Linked DNA regions of Zea mays: region 1 is linked to region 2. The links are chromatin contacts, called in public Hi-C maps. All regions are on one chromosome and are shown on one strand. Each heading gives the region's core, a stretch centred on a gene start, on an enhancer-like site or on the middle of the called end of the contact. The rest is flanking DNA. Distances are from core to core; before and after follow the strand shown. Region 1 holds the start of LOC100381401 (O-fucosyltransferase family protein). Region 2 holds the start of LOC100277897.

Region 1 (5,035 bases), core at 1,290-3,789, 190 kb before region 2:
GTCAGAAGGTATTGGGTCAAAAGATAAGCGATTGCCGAATCCTATAAAGTGCACAACTCTGTTTCTCAGTAAAATTGGCAGTATTTTTTTCATGTATAAACTGGGCTTCGCCTCTTTCATGACATCTGTATCATTAACCTACAGAGGACAAGTTAAACAATAATGAACTACAAGTTCATCTTTCTATCAATGTACTTCCTATAACTGACAACTGAGATTAGTTACTTACTAGGCTACCAATCGCCTCCAAGTCTAATGACTGCAGCTCTACTGGAAGATCCTTAACAATCTGAATATCAGATTTCAGATATTTGATAAAATATTCCTCCTGATATATATCGCCAAACTGACTAAGATGTTGAACTCAAATTGTTATTTATGGAGAATATAATAACCATTTATTGAAATAAGCTATCTAAAACATTAAACGTAAGACAGACTTGTATTTTTTTAGAAAAGTGTACCTTTTGTCCAGCCAAACATTACTGTACAAGAATTTTGGGAGGACAAGAGTTGCATTGAGCAACCGCGAGATTGTAACTGCATTACAAATCTGTTAAACAGAAGGGAAAAAAGATTGAAATCAATGGCATAAATGCAAAACCAATTCACACACCAAAAAAATGAATTACTTCCCCAAGCAGATTTGCTAACATTGCCAGCAATGTTAAAGATGTAAGTAGATTACTGAACTACTCACCGCAACCCTTTGTTGGTTTATGCCACCATTCGCACTGATCATGATGTAGCCATTGGTTCCCTCTTCAATTACAAAGAATAAATGTTAAAGAAACAAGACACTGAATCAAAAATATGCTGGAAATATGAAAAATAAACCAACACCACTATCGAGGTAAATGCACAACGATAGCATCGAGTAACATAAATCATCAATTACCTGAGGCTTTCCAATCCCTTTGGTCAGAACACGGTCGCCACAAAGTAGCATTTATCGGCTCTTCCCACAAATCCTTAGGTTCAGGCCTGGTCTCTGCCTAGGTAATTAGCATTACACATTCTGTCATTACCAATGACATATTTCAATGTGCATGTATGTGCAATATATGGCCAGTTTAGAATATGTAAAGTGCATGTAGCTTGTAGTTGCATTTATGAATGTTACCTCTGCCAAAGCATGGCCTGCCAAAGCAAGCAATCGAGTGAGCATAACCCTATGTGCCCTCTTCCCCTTAGCAGCATTAGCCACCTCTTCCTTAAAACATTTCAGTAATAAAAAGCATGCATTAGAAATATCGTACATAAACACCAAGAGCGGGCAGCGGTTGCCATGGCAGCCAAGAAATACATTATCATAATACATTACACTATCCATTTCTTTTCATAAGGCACATTAAGATTTGAGGAAGTTTTTCAAGGTATACTTTGACCATTAATTTACCGTACAATATAATATCAGTTACTATAAAACCCATATCGTACTAAAAGACAAGTGAAGTATGGATCTAATGATTCATCTTCCCTAAACATGCAATTGTTCTAAGAATCGAAGGTCAAAATAATATTTAACTTTGTTTTATTCTAATACGCCCAACACATTGAAATGAAGCGAGTATAGCTGTAGGTGCAAGATAACATCATAATACAATAACATGCCTTGAAGACTTTGTTAAAGTTACTGGAGACTTAGCCTGAATTAAAAACTAGATGTAGAATTACAAAATGGAGCAGTATTTTTATGGCTAGTTGGCTGCACATTAGCACAGCTTAAGAACACTCCTGCTCTCCCCCAGAGCAAAATAACTTACAAACCAGTGGAGATCGAGAAGTGGAAATAAGAAATGGCACAACCACTCTCTTGGCTAAAGCTAACCCTTTGAATAGCTAGCTACGGATTCATCACCCTAAATCAGTCGCCCCAGCAAACTAATCACATCAACCTCACCGGATGATAGCTAGTCCGTACTAGACACTCATCGGTCAATAAAGGAGGCCAACAACGTCATACCAGAGTCGAGAGCGACGAATTGACAGTAGCGGGCGCGCGGGGTGGGTGGCGCCTCAACCGGAAGTGCGGGCGCGCCGAGGGGTCCTGAAGTCGGGAGAACATCCACCAGTTCATGATGAAGAAGAATGCCACGAGGACGCCCCAGACCAGCAACCTGCGCGGGCGCCGCCACCCCCTCCGCTGCTGCCGCCGCCTCGCCCGCGGCAGTGCAGCAGCCGCCGGGGAGCTCGCCGCCGCCAGGAGCGGCAGCGGCGGGGGCGGCGCCGCCTCGGGCATTCTGGCGCTGGATTTGGATCTCGATAAGCGGGGTTCGGTGGGAAGCGAAGAGGAGCACGAGATGCGGGGTGGCTCGTCGGATCCTGCGATCGCCGTGCGATTAGTTTAAGCTGCAGTTTGATGTAGAGGCTAATTTTTTATTCGTAATTGCGGCCTGAGCTCAGCAGATCGGAGCCAGGGGCGAGAGTATAGATTTGCATGTAGGCTGCTGGCTGCAGCCCGGTGGCGGGCTGGAACGGCGTCAGCTTCATGCTGCCGCTCGTCAGCGCCATCCTGGCCTGGCTGACTGCACTAGGACCGCCACTGCACTATCGTCGCCGCCCCCTTGCTCTACGTCATAGTAAGTCTAATTAATTGGTTTGAGTAAAATATATTAGCGGTACATAAATTTTGGGACGTTGTCACTTTTGATGATACAAAAATTAGGAAAACAGGGCTCTAACTTGGTCAATCTGTGCAAAATCGTTCAAAATCGAATTAACTTAGAACGGATGGTGACATGACATGCTCTTCCCACAAGCGTTGTGCGCCACGTGGTACGCACAAGTTCTAGACTTAGTATAATATATTACTTGGGTCTCAAACTTGATATGTTGTGTCATTTAGGTATCTACATTTTTATTAGTGTGCTTTAAAGTGGTATGTCACGTCGGTATGTCGTATGAGCAAACCTGATTTTAGATATTTTGCACGGGGCCAAGTTCGGGACACGTTTTTATGGTTTTCTAAGTTCTAGGATCTAAATGATACACAATACCAAGTTCGAAGACTTCTGATGCATTTTACTCGATTAATTTCCATTCCAACAAACCCTCCGATTAGTCATGTTCTACTGCTAGCTCACATCTTGTCCATTTCATCCCTAATTCAATCACGGGACCAAAAGGCGTTAAAGAGGGGTTTCACTTACATCTCGTTTTAATGTAGACATTGAAGTCTAGAATTGAGAATTGAAACTAGGATTTCTGAATTATGTTGTTTGGTTGTCTAATAAATTTAGAATTGTTAGAATATTGCGTAATATTCTAAGTGTAGATTTTAAATCAAGGTAAATTCCATAGATATTCAAAACAGATATGCACACTAGCATAGCAATATATAGATCAACACAGTAAACAATCAAATTAACATATTTACTCACGTCGGGTTTGTCAGTGCTTAGGTTGATCAATCACAAAAGTAGACGAAGCATGCCATCGATGTAGACGCGTCGATTCGTCCGTTAGGTAGCGCAGATCGTCGTCGAACGGCTTCGAGCGATCGCGCAGTTGCGCTGCCCAGAAACCTTATTGACGCCCCTTGTGCAGGCTTTACGATGACAAGGGTTCGGAGATATCGCTCACCCTCCTCCTCAGTGCACGCTAAGGAAAAGGGTTGGTGAAGACACGACAACTCAACCGTGACAACACAACTTTCCAAGCAGGAATAAGAAGAAATGGAATAAGATTTTCGTTTCTATCAACCCGAACACATCCAGAGGCTTAAAATACGCGTGACTGCCCTCAAGGAGTCATTTTTCCTTAATACACTAGGGTGGGCGTTCGGGTTACCCAAAAATTTTGGGTCGGGTAATTCGGGTATTTAAAATTTCGAGTTTTGAGAATCAATACCCAAAATTACAACGAGTTTTACAATACCTGAAAATTCGGGTACCCGAAATTTCAGGTTCGGGTATTCCCGAACTACCCGAACTGTTGTGTTGGCTTCATAAAAACACATACACCCTATTGAATTAGTATAAAAATATAGTTTGAATAATGATATATATTGACATATAAAACACAAGCAATCTACAACCACAAGTTATGCACACTTACACATAATTATAGATGTATAAATTAATAATTAAGCATGACATGAGTACATGACACATAAAAGTTCGGGTAATTCGGGTATTTCGGGTACCCAATTGTGATACCTGAATTACCCGAAATAAATTTGGGTTTTGCAAGTTGCTACCCGAAATTTCCGAACAAAATTCGGGTTTCGGGTATTTCGGGTTCAGATATTCCGGGTTCGGGTTTCGGGTTACGGATTTTTTGCTCAGCCCTATAATACACCCATAAATGGACAGTCGACCAATTAGCCGCGTTAAAATATGTATTAAATCTCAAATGAACAAAAAATTAATTAATGAATGATACAAGTGGTCTGAATTGATACGCTACGGTCGCGCGTCGCAAGTCACAAGTCACGCGGTATTACACACAAAAACAACGCAGAAACACGCGCGCGTGCATGTGTGACTAGCCATGCTCTTTTTCTCTCCCATTACTTTATCTGTTCAGACATAGGAATGAGTGGAGCTATATAAGTTAGTCCGTACCACCTTGAACTAGCAATATGGGACTAAGACCAACAACCAATTTGCTTTGAAATTTCAATAGAATGGGCCACTCAAATGGGCCCAAATTCCAACAACCCCCCACCAATTCTAAAGCAAGGAAAAGGAGAACAAAGAATCACTGTGCCGTATAATTATTTTATATACCAGCCTTTCAGTATAAGTCTCGTACGGGTTGAACTCATACCTAGAATATCAAGATTCATTTTTCACAACTGAAGAATGGACTAGGCCTTGAATTCTCAGCCTTGTGTGTCAAGATTTCACTTGAAATCATAACTTGTCGGGGACCATAATTAGGGGTACCCTCAAGACTCCTAATTCTCAGCTGGTAACTCCCATCAGCATAAAGCTGCAAAGGCCTGATGGGTGCGATTAAGTCAGGGATCAGTCCATTCGAGGGACTCGATCACGCCTCGCCCGAGCCTAGCCTCAGACAAGGGCAGCCG
Region 2 (4,781 bases), core at 1,199-3,698:
CTGTATCATTGACAATGTATACTGAGTTTGTTGCATGTTATGAGGCAACAAGATAGGCTATGTGGTTGAAGAAGTTTATACCGCTTTGAAAGTTGTAAACAACAAAACAAAACCACTAACTACTAAAGTTATATTGTGATAATGAACCGACAATATTTTACTCCTATAAGGCTATCTCCAACAATTTACTCATCTTCATCTCTCATTTCAAACTCCACTCTGTAACATGTGCAGTCTACAATGCAAAACAGTGTTTTGCGCGGTCATATGCATGATCTGCTGACCATAGACTAACAAGTCAAGGGATGCTACCAAGCGCATTGACATCAAGAATTATATTGTAAAAGAGAAAGGATCAAAACAATCAAACTTGAACATATAAACACATAGCAAATGTTCGTGGATCCGCTGACTAAAGGGCTTTCACCCAGACCCAGCATGTTTAGAAAACATGTAGCTGACATGTGTTAATGCAACATCTATGGTTCTGAATTAAGGGGCCATCAATACAACCATCTCCCTAAAAAAAGTACTTTGCTTGAAGATAAAAAGGTGTACTATAATCACTAAGTTCAGTGGCGCATGACTAGCTGTTGTAACACTTTAGTCTTGTTGTACTAATCTATTGAGAAGTAGAAACTTTAAGTTAAAACATTAAGCGGTTAAGAAATTAAGTTCTAAGTATTCGCGACTGAGCATGGTATCAAGGAGGAGAATGTTGGGTTGATCCAACTCAACTCGGTCAGGGGACTGGACAACACACGTGCCCTGATCGAGGGCACAACAACCTCTTGATTATGGCCTCCCTCACATCTCATAAATAAATAATGAAAGGACCGGCACACGAACCAATATTTGCTGTACTGCTCACCAAAGGTGAAGGTACGGAATAGTGGGTGCACATGCACCCACGAAAATTTATAAAAACTAGTGAAACAAACTAGATTTTCACCATATATGCACCATCTACAAGATATTACCATTTACCCTCAAGGCATGTGCACCCTCCTCTGATTCCCTCTAGCTTCGCCACTGCCCCCACCCACACACATCGAGATCCGATCTAATCTCTATGCGGCTAATGAAGGGAAGGCCACCACCTCTGCTATACCAGAGCCACCATCGTCATCGACACCGGACTCTGACCTCCATACGGCGAACTTCCAACTCCGAAGTTATACTCCCTATTCTATAGTTCTAATGGCTAGGAACTAGGATTAAGGTCACAGAAAGCTAAGAAATCAAACATGGAACTGAGATATATTCTACACTATGCATTTTATCCTTCCTTTTATATGGACTGTAGGTATGTAGCCCATTATGGGTTATTTGGGCGCTTATATAGTGGTCCTAGGCATGATGAATCACCAACTCCGTCCCTGATTTGACAGACTAATAAGAATAGTATTTCACAGCATAATAGCATATGCTAAGCTAAAAACCATCTTACCTCAGCTCGGTCACACACCACATCCACATTTGACAAGTTCATGGCTTCAACAGCATGCTCCAAGAACGTGCACCGCTTCCGCATCGACTCCAACAGCGTAAACTTCCAGCCTGAAACCGTGAAAACAACTCGAGATTGCAATAGCCAAATCAGCCACGAATCGTTTTCCCAGCCACATCACAAACTAATAAGGGCTTGTTCGGTTAGCTCTCAATCCATGTGGATTGAGTGGGATTGGATGAGTTTGAATCCCAAACAAGTCAAACTTCTTCTTAATTTTTTCTAATCCCATCCAATCCATATGTGTATTGGGAATAGCCGAACAAGCCCTAAAATGGAAAAGTGGGGTGTTTACTCGGCCGCGCAACGGCAAGGATCAGACCCGGGAGCCCAGCGCCAGAGCCGACGTCAATAAGCCTGACTCCGTCGATAGCGCCACCAGCGGAGGTGGAACGGCCGCGGTACACACGCTCCAGCGGGGGCAGCATGGCGAGAGAGTCGGCCACGTGGCGCGCCATGACCTCGGCCTCGTCGGTGACGGCGGTGAGGTTCATTCTCTGAACATATTCGAGAGAGTGAGAGGGGCACACGCAGGGCAGCGCGTCGCCGTGGGAAACATTCCGTGCCTAGGAATGTCAGATGTGATAGCCGAGGAGCTCAGGGATTCGGGTCACTGACCTGGTTCCATTCAAGGAGAGTGTCCACGTAGACGGTGATCTGGCGCTGCTGCGGCGGCGAGAGGGAGGAGGTGGCGGCCGCGGAGGAGGAGGATACGACGGTCGTGGTGGCCCGGAGGTTGAGGAGGTGGTGACCCGTCCAGTGGCGTCGGCCGAGGAGGAGGCTAGGGAGGAGAACGCCGCGGCCGGTGGCGGTGCTGCAGCAGCAGCAGAGCGACATCTCTCTCTCTCGCGGCGGCGGCGGCGGCGGCCACAAGCACGCGGCGGGGCCTGGGAATTGGGATGGGGTTTGTGATGTGGATTAGTGTGGATACTGTTTTTACATAGAAGCGTATTGCTCACAAGGTTTATCAGACGCCCCGCAGGCGAATTAAGTCGCATCAAGTCGCAGCTAAACGCTTTGTTTCTGCTCTCTGGCTTCCATTTATCTCTTCTCTCGACTCGGTTCTTATGTCTCGTCTGTATGTACAGTAATATTTAATACAGAGACTTTTAGGGGTGTTTGGTTTAGGGTTTTGGTTTAAAGAATCACTCCATCCAAGATAAGGTAATGCATCATTATTTTATTCCTCAAATTTGGTAGGATGATCCAATTCCTAATGTTATTACTAACTAACTAACTATGATGAATGAGATGGTGATAGATCAACTTATTTTATTCCATAAATCAAAAACGTAAGGAGTGAGAAGATGATGGACTGGATTCTTCCTCAAATCAAACACCCTATTAAGGTGTCTAAAGAGATTTTTGCACAAAAAAACTCGCGGTGGAATTGTTATTCGTGAAGAGACGTCTCTGTCTCGTAAATCAAGTAGCAACAGATGTCTCACTCCTATTGTACGAATTTGTCTGTTTTATCGATCCAACGCTATACAGACGCATTTACTTCTGTTTTTATTAGTGAACTACATTTATAAACACTCCAGTGTATAATTGAGTCTCTTAGAGCATCTACAAGATACTCTTTATTTTGTCTCTTTATTTAACCCTTTATTTGTCTCCATAAAGATTAAACTCTATATAACATCTAATTTCAACAGACTCTCCGACATGCAAGTTAGTTTGATTTGCGAGAGTTGCTAGCTAAATTTGGCTAGTGAGTGAGTCAATTTAAAGAGCCGGATAATTTAACAAGTTAAATGGCTAGCTTGTTGGAGATTTATTTTGATATTAAATAACTAAAATTTAGCTTGACAAACTATTTAGCTAACCTATTGAAGATGCTCTTAGACTCTTAGTTGTGTCTTGTGATGCCCTTAGAGCATCTCCAAGAGACTAGTTAAATGGCTCGTCAAGCCAAATTTTGGCTATTCAACAGCAAAATAATTCTTTAACATACTAGCTATCTGACTCGCCGAGCTGTATGACTCTTTAAATTAGTTTTCTCACTAGTAAAATTTAGCTAGACACCTAACTAGCAAAACTAGATAAATAATCTGTTAGAGTGAGATGTTATATATATATATAGTGTAATTTTTATGAAAAAGTAAATAGAAAGTCAAATAAAGACCTAAAAATAAATCGAGATCGCCACATTTGGACAACCACGAGCAAGAGCAACTAACGGGTGGGCCCACCCGGAAGCGACTTGCACAAGTCGCCAGCCGGGCCACCCCCTTCGCCTACCTCCCCTGCCGGCGCTCAGATCCGCCGCCCCGCAGCACCCTCCCGCGCCGGCAGCAACCACGACAGACAAGCAGCCCGGCGCGCGGCTAGCTCACACCCTTCGCACCATGCCGGGTCTGGTCGCCTACTCGGGCCTCGGTCTAGGCCTCCTGGCCCTCGCCGCGCTCGAGTCACTGCCCCTCCGCGTCCCGCCGCTCCGGTCCCTCCCACGCCGCCTCACCACGCCGCTGCACCTCCGCCATCTCCTCGCCGCGGCCGTCTCCGCGCTCTGCCTCATCTCCGCTCTCGTCTCCGCGCACCACCTCTCGCTCCCCACGCTCGCCGCCTCGGCCCTCTTCCTCCTCTATTCCCTCGCACCCTTCGCGCCGCTCGCGGCGCCGCTGCCCTCCCCCCTCCTCGATCTCCTCCTCGCCGCCGCCTTCGCGCAGGAGCTGCTTCTCTTCGCGCACCGCCGCCCCTCCACCGCGGCTGGGATCGAGAACCGGTACTTCGACCTGCTCCTCGTCCCCATTGCGCTCTGCCTCGGCGCCACGCTGCTCGCCGCGCACCGGCCAGGGGAGCCCGCGCCGCGGATCGCCCGCGCGGCGGGCCTGGCGCTGCAGGGTACGTGGATGCTGCAGATGGGCTTCTCCTTCTTCACCAGCGCCATCGCGCAGGGCTGTGCGCTCCACGCCGCCAGCCGCGCTGACTACACCATTAAGTGCCGCACCCACGAGGATTACCACCGCGCGCGGTCCGTCGCCACGCTGCAGTTCAACGGACACCTCGCACTGCTTGTGATCGCCGGCGCGGCCGCTTACGCAGCAGTCCTATCCAGGTCAAACCGACCTCCGAGCGGGTACAGTGCTCTGGACAAGGAGGTCCAGATGGAGGGGATGCCGATGATGTCACAGTTCACACTGGATTCGGATGAGGAGAAGGAAGAGGAAGTGATCACCTCTACAGCAGCTCCAGTGGCAAATGGCGGGGAGTCCCATGACGAGATCCCACTGCACGAACCAGGTTCCAAGTGACGGAGATGAAATCT

What was found. Hi-C and Micro-C count contacts between places; a contact is called where the count stands out from the background.
Region 1: a Hi-C map of ear shows a contact between it and region 2, with 4 times the contacts expected there. The contact joins the promoter of LOC100381401 here to the promoter of LOC100277897 in region 2. A contact is called at or near these places in 13 of 25 Hi-C or Micro-C datasets (bundle sheath, ear, endosperm and 5 more) and 1 of 3 datasets of contacts at active chromatin or transcription factors (leaf).

The regions. Positions count from the first base shown.
Region 1 is chr6:125,605,908-125,610,942 of Zm-B73-REFERENCE-NAM-5.0, reverse strand. LOC100381401 (O-fucosyltransferase family protein) reads right to left here and starts at 2,539. Exons shown (of 10, transcript NM_001361423.1): 1 at 1,967-2,539; 2 at 1,124-1,213; 3 at 899-995; 4 at 701-762; 5 at 465-553; 6 at 230-350; 7 at 1-138. The coding sequence starts at 2,242.
Region 2 is chr6:125,417,991-125,422,771 of Zm-B73-REFERENCE-NAM-5.0, reverse strand. It overlaps LOC100277897, which reads right to left and starts at 2,448. Exons shown (of 8, transcript NM_001151346.2): 1 at 2,129-2,448; 2 at 1,806-2,007; 3 at 1,451-1,560. The coding sequence starts at 2,347. It overlaps LOC100285926 (TMV response-related protein), which reads left to right and starts at 3,661. Exons shown (of 1, transcript NM_001158815.2): 1 at 3,661-4,781. The coding sequence starts at 3,862. The coding sequence ends at 4,767.